Linked DNA regions of Pan troglodytes: region 2 is linked to region 1. Evidence: chromatin contacts called from public Hi-C data. All regions are on one chromosome and are shown on one strand. Each heading gives the region's core, a stretch centred on a gene start, on an enhancer-like site or on the middle of the called end of the contact. The rest is flanking DNA. Distances are from core to core; before and after follow the strand shown.

Region 1 (6,519 bases), core at 2,908-5,407:
TCTCATTTCCTTGGCACAACGATCTTTGATATATTTTTTATGTTTCATAAAATACTGCTTTGTGCTCTTTAAATCTTTCCTTAATTAAAAAAAACAACTCTTCATATTAATATGTGATTTTCTTCTAGTGGTAACATTTAATTACAAATTTAGAAAACTACATAACTGAAGTAACACTTGCACCAAATGGGTTAAGCTGTGATATGGACCGAAGTGTGTCTCCTCCTCAAATTCATATGTTAAAGCCTTAATCCCCAGTGTGACTGCATCCTTAAAGATAGGATCTTTGGGAGGTAATTAGGGTTAGATGAGGTAGGGCCCTCATGATGGGGTTAGTTAAGTCCTTATAAGAAGAGACATAAGAGAGCTTGCCCTCCCTCCACCATGTGAGGACACAGCAAGAAGGCGGCCATCTGCAAGCCAGGGATAGAGCCCTCACCAGAACCCAACCATGCTGGCATGCTGATATCAGACTTCCATCCTCCAGAACTGTGAGAAAACAAATTTCTGTTGTTTAAGCCACTCAGTCTATGGCATTTTGTTACGGCAGCCTGAGCAAACTAATGCAAGCTCCAAGCAGTTTCTTCTTAGAGACAAACTTTATTTGTGCTTTTTCATTCTTTTATAAATAAGTTGTTCTTTTGCCCTAACTAATCATTCCTTCATTTTTGCCTCATAAAAGTACAGGAAGTCTTTAGTAAAAGTCTACTGCCAGCTATTGCCGTAAGTGTTAGGATACTTGAACAATAGCTTTCAAATTTAGTTCTTTTTTTTTTTTTTAGATGAATATTGTTTTGTCGCCCAGGCTGGAGTTCAGTGGCACGATCTTGGTTCACTGCAACCTCCACCTCCTGAGTTCAAGCGATTCTCCTGCCTTGGCCTCCTGAGTAGCTGGGATTATAGTCACGCACCGCCACGCCTGGCTAATTTTTTATTTTTAGTAGAGACAGGGTTTCACCATGTTGGCCAGGCTGGTCTTGAACTCCTGATCTCAGGTGATCTGCCCACCTCGACCTCCCAAAGTGCTGGGATTACAGGCATGGGCCACCATGCCCGGCCTCAAATTTACTTCTATTATTCAGATAAGAACATTTCATAAACAGACAATTAGACAATATATGAAAATGTAATATTCAGGCTAGTCCAAGCGATGTTTAGGTAAAAAGTCTATTAACTCGACTCGTACTATAAAACATCTATCTTTCTCTTAAAACAGTACTTCTTAACTGTTTTTAAAGATTTTTAGGGATCTTAACACATTTCTCTCCATTAAACATATGGCATATGTATATTCATTTGTTCTTATAATTTCTGAAGTTTTAAAGAGAAGTCGCCAGATTAAGAACCTCTGCCCCAGAGAAAATTAAGCAAAACCAAACTGAGTGTTTTCAGCAAAGCAAACTTCATTCCTAACCTTTAAATGGCCATAACAAAATGCCTCAGTGACTAGTTGCTTTGAATTGGTCTCATCTACAACCTGCGAGCTTTGCTCAGCCCTCTAATGTGAAGTAACATCAGATCTCTAGCCGTAAAGCCATTCCCTTAAAGTTCCATCATTAGTCTTTTCTATCTTAGTTCAAGGTCTGCTGGCAGTGATGGACTCATCAGAATCTCATTGTCCTCATAGATAGCTAAAATACGATCCCAGGTAGTTCAACCCTATGTGGATTTAAACAGATACCTAATTTGTTCCAGAACTACTTTCCATATCAATACCTTGAAAATACTTTGTAAGTTAAATCTAAAAGGAGGCATGGAAGCTTCCTCTACAAATAGTGAAGCTAGTCCAATTCTTAGGGAAAAGAGACAGTCATTAACTCTATATTTAGAGCTAGGCATTCCATTCCCCCAAACTACTCTCTCATCAGCCTAATTGCTTGAAATTCCTGTTCTTGTTTAACACTAGGGCAAAGCATTTCATTTTAAATTTGAGATAAGGTTTATACTCCAAATACCCTGAAAAAGGTAATTTAGGGTATTAGGACCACTTTAACTTGGACATGACTATGGAGGGGGAACAACAGGGAGGCAAGATGCTGGATGCAAACCTAGATACCAAAGACAAAATGAGGCACACTTCCCTCACTCCCATTTTTTCCTAGGACAAGCACCATAAGGAGTATCAGTTAATTGAAAAAGTCTTTACTAGATGCCAGGAGCTGTGTTAGGTACTGAGGTTAAAGTGATGAGGAGAATACTGCAAAGCACAACACCATCCTGACAACATGTGAGAAGCTCAAAGCCCATCAGAAGAAAGAGACAGGCCCTTTACAAATGAAAATAATGATAGATTGAATGTGCGATAGTAAAACGAAACAACGCAGAGCAGTTTTTAACAGTTGTGTGGTGGGGGAAGGGAGATGCAAATAAAAAAGAACATTTGACTTGGATTTGTAAGGATATGAAGAATTTTGCCAGGTGGGGAAGTGGTGGAAGGGAGGAGTTATTTCAGGCAAAGGCAACATAAAAGCATGGCACAGAAGCATGAAGAGTACATAGAGTGCTCATGGAAAATCACTGAAGGCTGGGAGGGAGCCCCGGTGGATTCTGGTGGATTGCAGCCTCTGGCGAAGGCTGAGGTTGCCTCTGGACCACATTACTCCCCCATGTATTTCTTTATAGAGACATATTATTTTCAACTCTTTTGAGAAGAAACATTTATACTGATTGTTTCTTATTTAAACTATGAATCTATTAAAATATCAGGCATTCTTCATAAAAATTATTGATAAAAATGAATTAAGAGTACAGTTCATTTACGGTTTTTTTTTTGGAAGTTAAAATTTAGCTCCTGTTATAAAACAGAGACTGTGTGGACTCCTTAGTGAAAGAAACTCAGTTCAGAGGACAACAGGCGACAGTGGACAACCTGGTCATATTCTGTGGTCAGTCAACCAAGAGTTTGATTCCACCAGTATCCCTATCTTCCTTGCTTCCAAGCATACTATTTATCTTTAAATTAAATACTAAATGAATAACATGTTTGTGATTGCTAATTCGGACATGGGTCACACCACAGTTTTACACCCTTGAATACAAGATTTCTGCAGTTCCACGACATGTCCACTAGAGGCCTGTGAAGAGCTTTTTTCCCCCATTACGTAGAGTCTGATAACCAAAAAGGCCAGAATTAAAACAAATAAGAAATATTGATTAGACACGAGTAAGACAAGGATCTAATTGGTACATAACCTCACAGTAAGTATCATAATTGTGGATAAAATAATCAAAATGCAACATTGTTTCAAAACTCCAAGATAACCAAATTGCAAAACTTATGAAACTACTCATATGTAACCACAAAAGCAAAGTTAAAAGAAGTAGAGTTTTGAAGACTTCAGCAACCATTCCAAAAGGCCAGCGGACTCTGGCAGGCTTTTACTAGGTGGAAGCAGCCTGAATAAAAATTGCCAGTAGCCTGTATGGGCTTCTAGATCTTCAAATGCATACTCAATCTAAAAGGCAGGTAACCAATGGAGGGAAAACTCCTTGGTGGGAAAGTAAACAATGCAGTGATTTAAGGCAGATGGGCTGAAAAGGGACTTCCTAAATAGCGACTCCATGGAAGTAAACAGGGGAAGACAGTTGAGATACGGCCAGGACACTGAGATGACACAGACCAAAACCGACCCTATGGTGAAGACTGTGCTAACTCTCAACTTAAGAGGAAAGAGGGCAACTTAAAGCAAAACACTTATCATATTCGATTTGCCAGGACAACTGCAAGACTGCGTGAGCGCTGGAAAAATTACCAGAAGGACAAGATGCCCTGTAACAACCCTTTATCTCTTGTTGAACTCAAAACAGACTTTCATTCATTTCACGGTCTGCTTGAACAAACACAAACAAAGATGAAAAATATTAAAAGTCACATCACCCGTGCCAGGCATGGACACGCGAGTGCACGCGTGCACACACACCACACACACACTACTTCTAGGCTATTTACAGAAATGGCCTGTTTTTCACTAGCTTTGGTTAATTAGCAATCAGAAGAGAGTTGTATGGGGTTGGAAGAAAGAACCCTTTGTTTGGAAAACCTGTGAAAATATTCCCTCAGAAGCTTGTAACTTTCCCTACGCATCACCCTGGCCCTGAGGACGAGCCCCTGTGCCAGAAGCCTCAGTGAGGCACACAGAGCTCACATTCAAAGGCAGCTCTCTTTGTTGTCCCCCAGGAGTTAAACCTTAATGGGTTTACAATTTGCAGGCTTTTTTGGAGAGTGGCTTAGTGGTGGTTGCCTGCTGCCAGAAATGGAGCAGAGACAAACCCTAGTGAATCCCACAGCTGTTGTGGCTGCTCCATTGGAGAGAAGAGCAGTTGCCTGAGGCATTTCAAAGACAAGCAAGAACACAGGGAGACTTTATGAGGCCTGGAAGCGAATTTGCAATTATTGGGAGCAGATGGTCAGTCCACGTGGGGAAGAAGGAGATTGTAGCCATGGTTCTCCAGTGAAGACCATGGCAAATGGTAATTCACTGAGTCTTACGTCCCCAGATAAATCTTGTATTGGAAAAGTATTCAGCTGCAACATAAGATCATCATCTGCAGCTAGTTAGTTTTATTGTCACGCTCTTGACTTCTAAACCTAAACAGTCACAACCTGGACAGGAAAAAGCCGGTACATGCACATCCTACCTTGGTTAGAAAGAAGAAGAGGCGTGGCTGCTCTGGTAGAAATAGGGAGAATACTCATCCTGGCACCCTGGGTTTCCTGGAGGCGGCCTGCCTGAACACTGCCTCCAACATTACTTTGCCCAGCCCTTTATTTCAGAAAAATCTTCATTTTAAACAAACATTCATGAATGCTGGGACACTGCTGAACGATTTTGAAAGTGGAGCTTTCATAATCTTCTTTTGTAAGCTATATCCACTTTTTTTCATCACCCTTTCCGGTCAAGGGCTGCTTTCTGATGCACAAGAATTCTCTTTTGCTGAAATCTCAGCCTATTTCCTGTTATCCTCATGTTGATTCATCTGAGAATCACATTATCTCTTCTAAAACACTGTTTACTTAGTCCATTATGACACGTAAGGTCGGTCTTTACTCATTTTATGTTTGAATGATTAATTTGTTCAGTTTATGCAAAGTAGTCTTAAGTACCCCTGATGTGCAAAGTGCCAGCGAGGCACTGAGGAGGATGGAAGAACCATAACTGCAAGATGCTAAGAACCTGGTGAAGGAAGCAGAAACACTTGGGAAAGAACTCTAATACCTGCGAAGTGCCAAGATACGGGCATAGTCAGAATGTTGTGGGCATATAAAGAAGAGAGAAAATAATACTTATTTCCAACTGGAGAGATTGGGACACTAGCTTAGAAGGAGATAGAGTTTAAGTTGGGCTATATATAGGATGACCTACCATCCCAGTTTTAAAACTTAAAGTCCTGCATCTCAGGACACTCCTCAGTTGGCTGAGTGAGTGATAAAGGACAGTTGTAACTTCAAATTTATCTCAAGGGTGAGACACAGTGAAGAAAGTCTCAACGGCAATGGACTGGGAGTGGAGATGAGGGGCTGGTCAGGCCCTCAAGCTGCTGACTTGGCAGCCATCGGTGCCTAAGGCCCTGGACAGGGTGAAGATTTTCAGGACAGCAGGGCCAGGCTCTCACTGTGCCACACATTGCACAAGGCACCAGGGAGACGAGGCTCAGGCCTGGCACATGGGTGGTGGCTGAGTGGCTTTCTTTAGACTGGGTATGAGCTCTGGTGCTTCGTAGTCCTGGGACTCCTATAACACACATGAGGGCTTACTCAGGCTGGCCTCACTGCCCTGCAGGCTAGGGCATTAGAGAACCCTACATTATGAATGAGGGACTGGAGGAGGGGCAGATTTGGGGGAGTTGTGGTTTGGGCCATGCGCATCATCTTGAGTTGAAGGGAACATAATAAAAACTTGTGGCATGCGTTCACATTTACCATCTCACTTTGGAGCTCTATTTAGACACACATCTTAGAAAACTAACTGTTAAAGAATGGCCTTGGTCACATGGCCAGCAGGGAGAAAGCTGGGGCACAAACTGCAGACTCTATTTCTGACTGCAGGTCCGGGGCATTCCCATAACTTTTCCAGATGACTGAGGTTTACCTGAAACTTTAAAGATTTTAACAGCTTCATGATTCAGTGTCATTTTAGTATATAGGGTCATCCCTTGGTATCCACAGGGGATTGGTTCCAGGCTCCCCTCACCCATTCTAAAATCTGTAGATGCTCAAGTCCCTGATATAAAATGGCATAGTATTTGCATGTAACCGAGCACATCCCACATATATTTTAAATCATCTTTAGATTACATGTAATACTTGCTTCAATGTAAATGCTATGTAAATAGGCCAGGCATGGTGGCTCATGCCTGTAATCCAAGCACTTTGGGAGGCCAAGATGGGTGGATCACCTTAGGTCAGGAGTTCGAGGCCAGCCTGGCCAACATGGTGAAACCCTGTCTATACTAAAAATACAAAAATTAGTTGGGCATGGTGGTGTGTGCCTGTAATCCCAGCTACTTGGTAGGCTGAAG
Region 2 (6,257 bases), core at 1,628-4,127, 310 kb after region 1:
TTGGAGACATTATTAAGGAAAATATAGGTTATTTGAATCCAAGCTCAGTGATATGGTGCTAGTTGATAACTGTGATAGTGGATGCTGAACAAAGGGAGGATACACGTTCTGGGAGGCACAGAGAGAGGCAGCATGAGATTTCATCACACTACTTAGAACTTCTAGCAATTTAAAATTTATATTTCTGAAATTTTCCATTAAATATTTTTGGACCTCGGTTGACAGTTGGTAACTGAAACTATGGAAAGCAATACCATGTATAAAGGGGACTCCTATACAAGGATGTTTGATGAGTGCAGACACAAATAGATTCGATGGTGGGAATACACAAAAATTCTTGGCTTGTGCTCACAATTCTTTTTTCAATAAAGTGTGAGGCAAAGTCATTAGTTGAGGAAGTTGATAATTTGAGGAGGGAAAAGAATATTTGGATTACAGAAGGAAAGGGCAAAGTCAGTAGAGCAAAGGAGTAGGAGAGCTGATCAATATGCAGAGCCAATTTAGGTGTGAGATCACACTAGTCCACCCAACAGTTAACAGGCTGGGCCCAAGCTCAGAAAAGATAAACGCATGCAGGAGTTCATCCATGGTTTGAGTTTTGCCCGGCAAGTGCTAAAAGTGAGGGATAAGAGTTGAGGATATTTGCAAAGGAGTCAATGCCACTATTTCTGAATATATGTGTACTCTTTGAACTGTGAAGGGCTATGTTACTGTAACTTAATAGTATAATGGTAGCAAAATGAAGCAATCCCTCAATTTAAGGTTGGTTATATACGATGTAGAGAAAGATGGGAAAGTCGAAAAAAAAAAGTAAGCAACTAAATGGGATATAGCCAAAGCTGAAGTATGCAATGATGAAATAAACTGATTCCATATTCCACACATTTGATTTTAGGGTCTAAAAGCTATTTTGCAATCTTCCAGATCACTCTTTGAAGACCTATTACAGCTTCAGCTCTGACCTCTTTCACGTGTTTTCTAGTATCTTCCAACATTTTCCCCTTTTCTTCCCCTTTGGATATCCTGCCTCCTTCTTGCCCTGTTTCTGACCCATCTTGAATGATATTGCAATATCCCCTTAACTTTTACATAAACAGGTGCCATAGTACTCCTCACGTCACAGCAGCGTTTTTTCCAGTACCAACTACCCAGACTATCAAACGGTTTTAGCAAAAAACAATGAAATACACTTATTTGGCAATTTCGGACAATCTTTCTTATATCCTCCGGCCCACTGCTGTTTCTTTCAAAATATCTACTTAAAAGCCTGTATTCCTTTCCCTCTGGCTTTTACAAGGCTTGTTTTTATATAGGCCCTGGACTGCAAAGAGCTTTGAAATCCAGATAAAAGTGTTTACCAAGGCTGAAGAAATTTTCCAGGAGAACTGAGCACTTTGCACAGATGACATTTTTGGAATTAGTTTAAAATTAAACGGAGCGGATGCAGATTCATACAGATTTTATTTCTGCAACACACTTGGTTGTTTCCTTGCAGCATCTAAAAACAAAGCCAATGCACTTTCAGAAACTACTATGGTCCTCCAAAATTCAAAAGTGAAAAAATGACAAAATTTTTCTTTGTAACACATCTGCACAAGAGGCTTTCCTTTAAAATTTGATAAAAGACCAAGGCCACACCACAAAACACAGAATATAAAACTGTGTATCGACAAAAATTAAAAACTAAGACAACTCCTTAAGAGAATCGCTTGCTAAAAAGTTTAAAAAACACGAAGACATGCTTTCTTAAATAATTTGAAAATGTTTTTGGTTCCACACGAGTAGTCTATTTGTTTGCGTGCCTTTTTTATTCCTTGTGACACCCCTACCTTCTCAGAATAAACACTGAAAGATGAACAGACCGGGGGATCAAGCCGGTTCACTAAGATTTAGAGGGGAAGGCTGGGTCCATCTTAGCACTGAGACCGCACCCAAACTGCATTTGGATCGCTAAGGACTAAGAAAACAGTACAGATCCAGTTTTACCTCTTATACCATTAATTTTCCATAAAGCCTTCCATAAACCTGACTCACTGCCAGAAACCCAAACCCCGTGGGCGGGATTTAAAACAAAACCCATTACGCCACCATTTCCGCCTTGCCTGCCTAGCAAACGTGCAAACATGGAAAAAGACGCACACGCAGACGGCGCCTACGTCCCCAAAGTGCGCAAGCGCACGGCGAGACCCCGCCCCTCGCCCTCCCACCAAGACGAGGCGCGCGCACCAGCAACCAGGGCCCGCTGGCGCCGCCCCGGGTTTCCGCTCCGGGGCTCGTCGGTCGCCGTTCGGTTCCGGTTCTGGCCCCGCCCTCACGCGGGAACCCTCCAGAAGTCTTAATATCCGGGACCAGAGGCTGGTTGCAGCGCACATTTCCGGCAACGAGCGCAAAGGAAGGGATCCGGTGACGCCTCTTCCCGTCTCCCCAGCGGCCCAGGCTCTGGCTCTCGGTGCGGCAGCGCCATCTGGTGCCGAGTCTCCCGCCACCCGCGGAGGTGGCACGCGCCCTTCTCTCGGAACCTTCCAGAGAAACCGTGGCCCCTGCTTTCCTTTCTCCCGCCCTGGACGGGGAGGGACCCGAGTCTCCGCCCCGCCGAGTTCCCGCGCGGGAGGGACTTTGTGGCGACTCTGAAGCGGAAGCTGCTTGTAGGAGGAGCTTTACAAACCCAAAATGGAGCGGCAACTGTTCTTTCTCTAGTTTTAAGTCCAGAAGAAACGGCGTCCTTTTATTTTTTGCTTCCTTATGCGTTGTTGCTGGGTCATTCTCAGTCTTCCCCGTATCAGTTCTTTAATCTTTGAGGACTGGGACCCTGTATTAATTGCCTGGTAGGAAGATGACACGAGCTTTGTGGCTTACATTGGCCTCTGCTGTAAAAGCTTTTGTTTCCTTTCGCCTATTAAAGCGCTGTTGTAAAAGCCTGCTGTGTATGTGTTAGGAACCCATCAAGAAGCAGAATGTAGTAATTTGCTTTAAAATAGAACATGGAAGTTTCAGAAAGGTAGCCTCAGAAATGCTCAATGTAGATTCTTTTGCAAGTCACGTTTCTTTTAGATAATCAGAGAAAGGAAAAGTAATTTCCCCAAAGTTAGTAAAATCAACACATTTTCCTTTAATAATGTTCTTTTTTTTCTGTAATCTTGGAGTACTAACAGTGTTGTTTTAAATGTTTTATTGGAATGGTGCTGTGGATATCAAAATATATAATGAAACAAATTTCCTTTAGAGTTTAGATAGCACATGTTAACTTGACTCTTTGATTGTATTTCTCCTATAGTAGTGGTTCTCAAACTGGAGCATGCATCCAGATTCTCCAGAAGGCTTGTTAAAACAGATTGCTGGGCCTCAACCCCAGAGGTTATAACTGGGAGGGAAGGTCTGAGGATACAGCTGGATTAGTGTAGCTCTAGTAAAATTTCAGGTGATTCTGATGCTGTTGGTACTAGGACCACACCTGGAATAATTTAGAGTTCAGGATTGCTTTGTCAATAATGCTTTTTGCTATTGTTGGAGAGACGGTACTAAATTATACTGGTGATACTAAGCCTGCACAAGTCAGTAGTCCTTTTGACTCCGTGGATGGGAAGTAGTAAACTAAACCCTAGAACCAGTAGAGAGCTACATAAATGTTGACAGATTAAAGCAACCAGTTCATAGAAATGTATTCTGTGTATGATCATGTGATAGAGGGTGCTGTAATACCAAGTATACTAAATATTTCAGTTATTATACAGTAATTGTTCTTTAGCTGTTAAATTAGAAATGACTAAAATTAAGGACAAAACAGTTTAAACAATCATACTAATTTTACCCTTTGGAAGATGCCAGGTTTTTTTCAGTCTTTTGCATTTCCTCAAGTTCCCTTGTTTTACGGAATTCTCTACCCCCAGCCCACTCCCATCCCTACCGTGCCATTTATAAATGTACACAGTGCTTACATTATAAAAAATGATCATCTCAGAACTTCTCATCTTTTCAGCAGGACTTTTCTCAATTCTGTCAAATTCTGACTGTGCCACTGCCTTTATTGACACAGTAATTAAATCACGCAGTGATTAAAGTGTGCTGCACACTGTAACTTTTGTGCTTGCTACAAATAGAAATACAGATACTGTTAGATAAGTTTATGTTTATGATAATCAGTTCCTAAAATGTAGAAAGCAGTCGGTTTTCTGGTCTCAATTTTATTTAAATCACTGCCATTTTGTTTACTGGATGTAAGCTTCCCCCTCTCTGCTCCTCTATCCTGAATGGGCCTTCGTGAAAAGAAGAAAAAAAAGATTGAGAACAACTGTCTTAAAACCATGGTATTTCCCTAATAGGCTAGTACCATGTATTTGGATAATTACTGATGAATCATTTAAATCAGGGAAAGGTGCATGGTTTTTTTTGTTGTTGTTGTTTTTTCTCTTTTTTTTTTTTTTTTTTGAGATGGAGGGTTGCTCTGTCGCTCAGGCTGGAGTACGGTGGCCAGATTTCAGCTCACTGCAACCTCTGCCTCCGGGGTTCAAGCGATTCTCCTGCCTCAACCTCCTGAGTAGCTGGGACTACAGGCGTGTGCCACCACACCTGGCTAATTTTTTTGTTTTATTTATTTATTTATTTATTTATTTGAGACGGGGTTTTGCTCATGTTGCCCAGGCTGGGGTGCAATGGTGCGATCTCAGCTCACCACAACCTCTGCTCCCAGGTTCAAGTGAGTCTTCTGCCTCAGCCTTCCTGAGTAGCTGGGATTACAGGCATGTGCCACCATGCCTGGCTAAAATTTTGTATTTTCGTTAGTAGAGATCAGTTTTCTCCATGTTGGTCAGGCTGGTCTCGAATTCCCGACCTCAGGTGATCCACCCGCCTCGGCCTCTCAAAGTGCTGGGATTACAGGTGTGAGCCACCGCGCCTGGCCTAATTTTTTGTATTTTTAGTAGAGACGGAGTTTCACCGTGTTAGCCAGGATGATCTCGATCTCCTGACCTCGTGATCCGCCTGCCTCGGCCTCCCAAAGTGCTGGGATTACAGGCGTGAGCCACTGTGCCTGGCCCGAAAGGTGAATGTTCTTTGCCTTATTTTAAACTTTATTGTAATAAATTCACTAATGAAGCAGGCAGAGAAGATGTAAAGCACACTTCATTAGTAATGCTATATTTCATATACCTGCTGTATTTTGGGAGCATTATTGCTATCATTTGGTTTGTTGGATCCCTCCAAATCTCACGTTGAAATTTGATCCCAAGTGTTGGAGGTGGGGCTTAATGGGAGATGTTTTCAGGCATGGGGGTGGATCCCTGACACAGGGCTTGATGCCCTCCTAGTGATAATGAGTGAATTTTCTATTAGTTGCTGTCAGAGCTGGTTGTTAAGAGCCTGGCACCTCCCTCCTATCGATTTTCTTGCTGCTTTGTCTTGCTTCCTCGCTTACCATGTGATCTCTGCACATGCTGGTTCTCCTTCACCTTCACCCACAAGTGGAAACAGCCTGAGGCCCTCACCAGAAATAGCTGCTGGTACCATGCTTCTTGTACAGCCTGCAGAACTGTGAGCCAAGTAAACCTCTTTTCTTCATAAATTATCCAGCCTCAGGTATTCCTTTATAGAAAAATAAATGGACTAAGACAGTTGTTAAATAACCTTATTTTGTTGACTAAAAGTAATTAGTATTTTATGACATTTATTTATTATGGCTGTTAACATTACAATTTATCCTGGCTAATTTCATCAGTAAACACTCTTATGAAATGATACTGTAGCTTACTTTCAACCAAGAATTGGTTGACTTTGATACAGTAATTAGATTAGGATTCCCACGTCAGATTTTCTTTCAAAAATAATTTCTATTATGTGGAAGCCTCCTTTTCTGATTTTTTTCTCTTATTTTCTAAGAACATAATATGTAAATGGATGTATAATGAATATTTGTGGCAAAAAGCATTTAAGAATTAAGTTGATTCAGCTGTTAAAGGGGTCTTAGTTGTTAGAGCTTTTTGGCGGTTTATTTGCTATAATCAATAGACTTATTAATACTTTTAATTTTAGCCTAATAGTACTACTAGTCACATTTTGACTAACTATTGGGCCAGTTTTTCTTTGTCATTCATTGGTATTTGTGTCTCTGTAGCCTTTATACTGCCCTATTTTTGGTTTGCCACATTTTAAATCTCAAACTACCTATAATTTATACTGTTAGTCTTTGGAAATAAGTTTGAATTGACTATTCTGCTAAACTCATTTTAATGACCATGCTCCCTTGTGATGAGCTAAATTTATTT

Evidence for each region. Hi-C and Micro-C count contacts between places; a contact is called where the count stands out from the background.
Region 2: a Hi-C map of stem cell-derived neural progenitor cells shows a contact between it and region 1, with 6 times the contacts expected there. The contact joins two enhancer-like sites. A contact is called at or near these places in 1 of 7 Hi-C or Micro-C datasets (stem cell-derived neural progenitor cells) and 1 of 1 datasets of contacts at active chromatin or transcription factors (stem cell-derived excitatory neurons).

The regions. Positions count from the first base shown.
Region 1 is chr14:32,378,919-32,385,437 of NHGRI_mPanTro3-v2.0_pri, forward strand. The region is part of intron 3 of STARD13 (StAR related lipid transfer domain containing 13); the gene reads right to left. Among named protein-coding and RNA genes, the nearest start is that of KL, 210 kb to the left of the region's middle. Within about 2 kb of position 4,158, at least 12 of the 24 cell types and tissues checked have an H3K27ac peak or open chromatin away from gene starts, as enhancers often do. A contact at or near this core is called in stem cell-derived neural progenitor cells, where this site is marked.
Region 2 is chr14:32,692,649-32,698,905 of NHGRI_mPanTro3-v2.0_pri, forward strand. All of the region lies in intron 1 of STARD13 (StAR related lipid transfer domain containing 13), which reads right to left. Among named protein-coding and RNA genes, the nearest start is that of STARD13, 130 kb to the right of the region's middle. Within about 2 kb of position 2,878, at least 21 of the 24 cell types and tissues checked have an H3K27ac peak or open chromatin away from gene starts, as enhancers often do. A contact at or near this core is called in stem cell-derived neural progenitor cells, where this site is marked.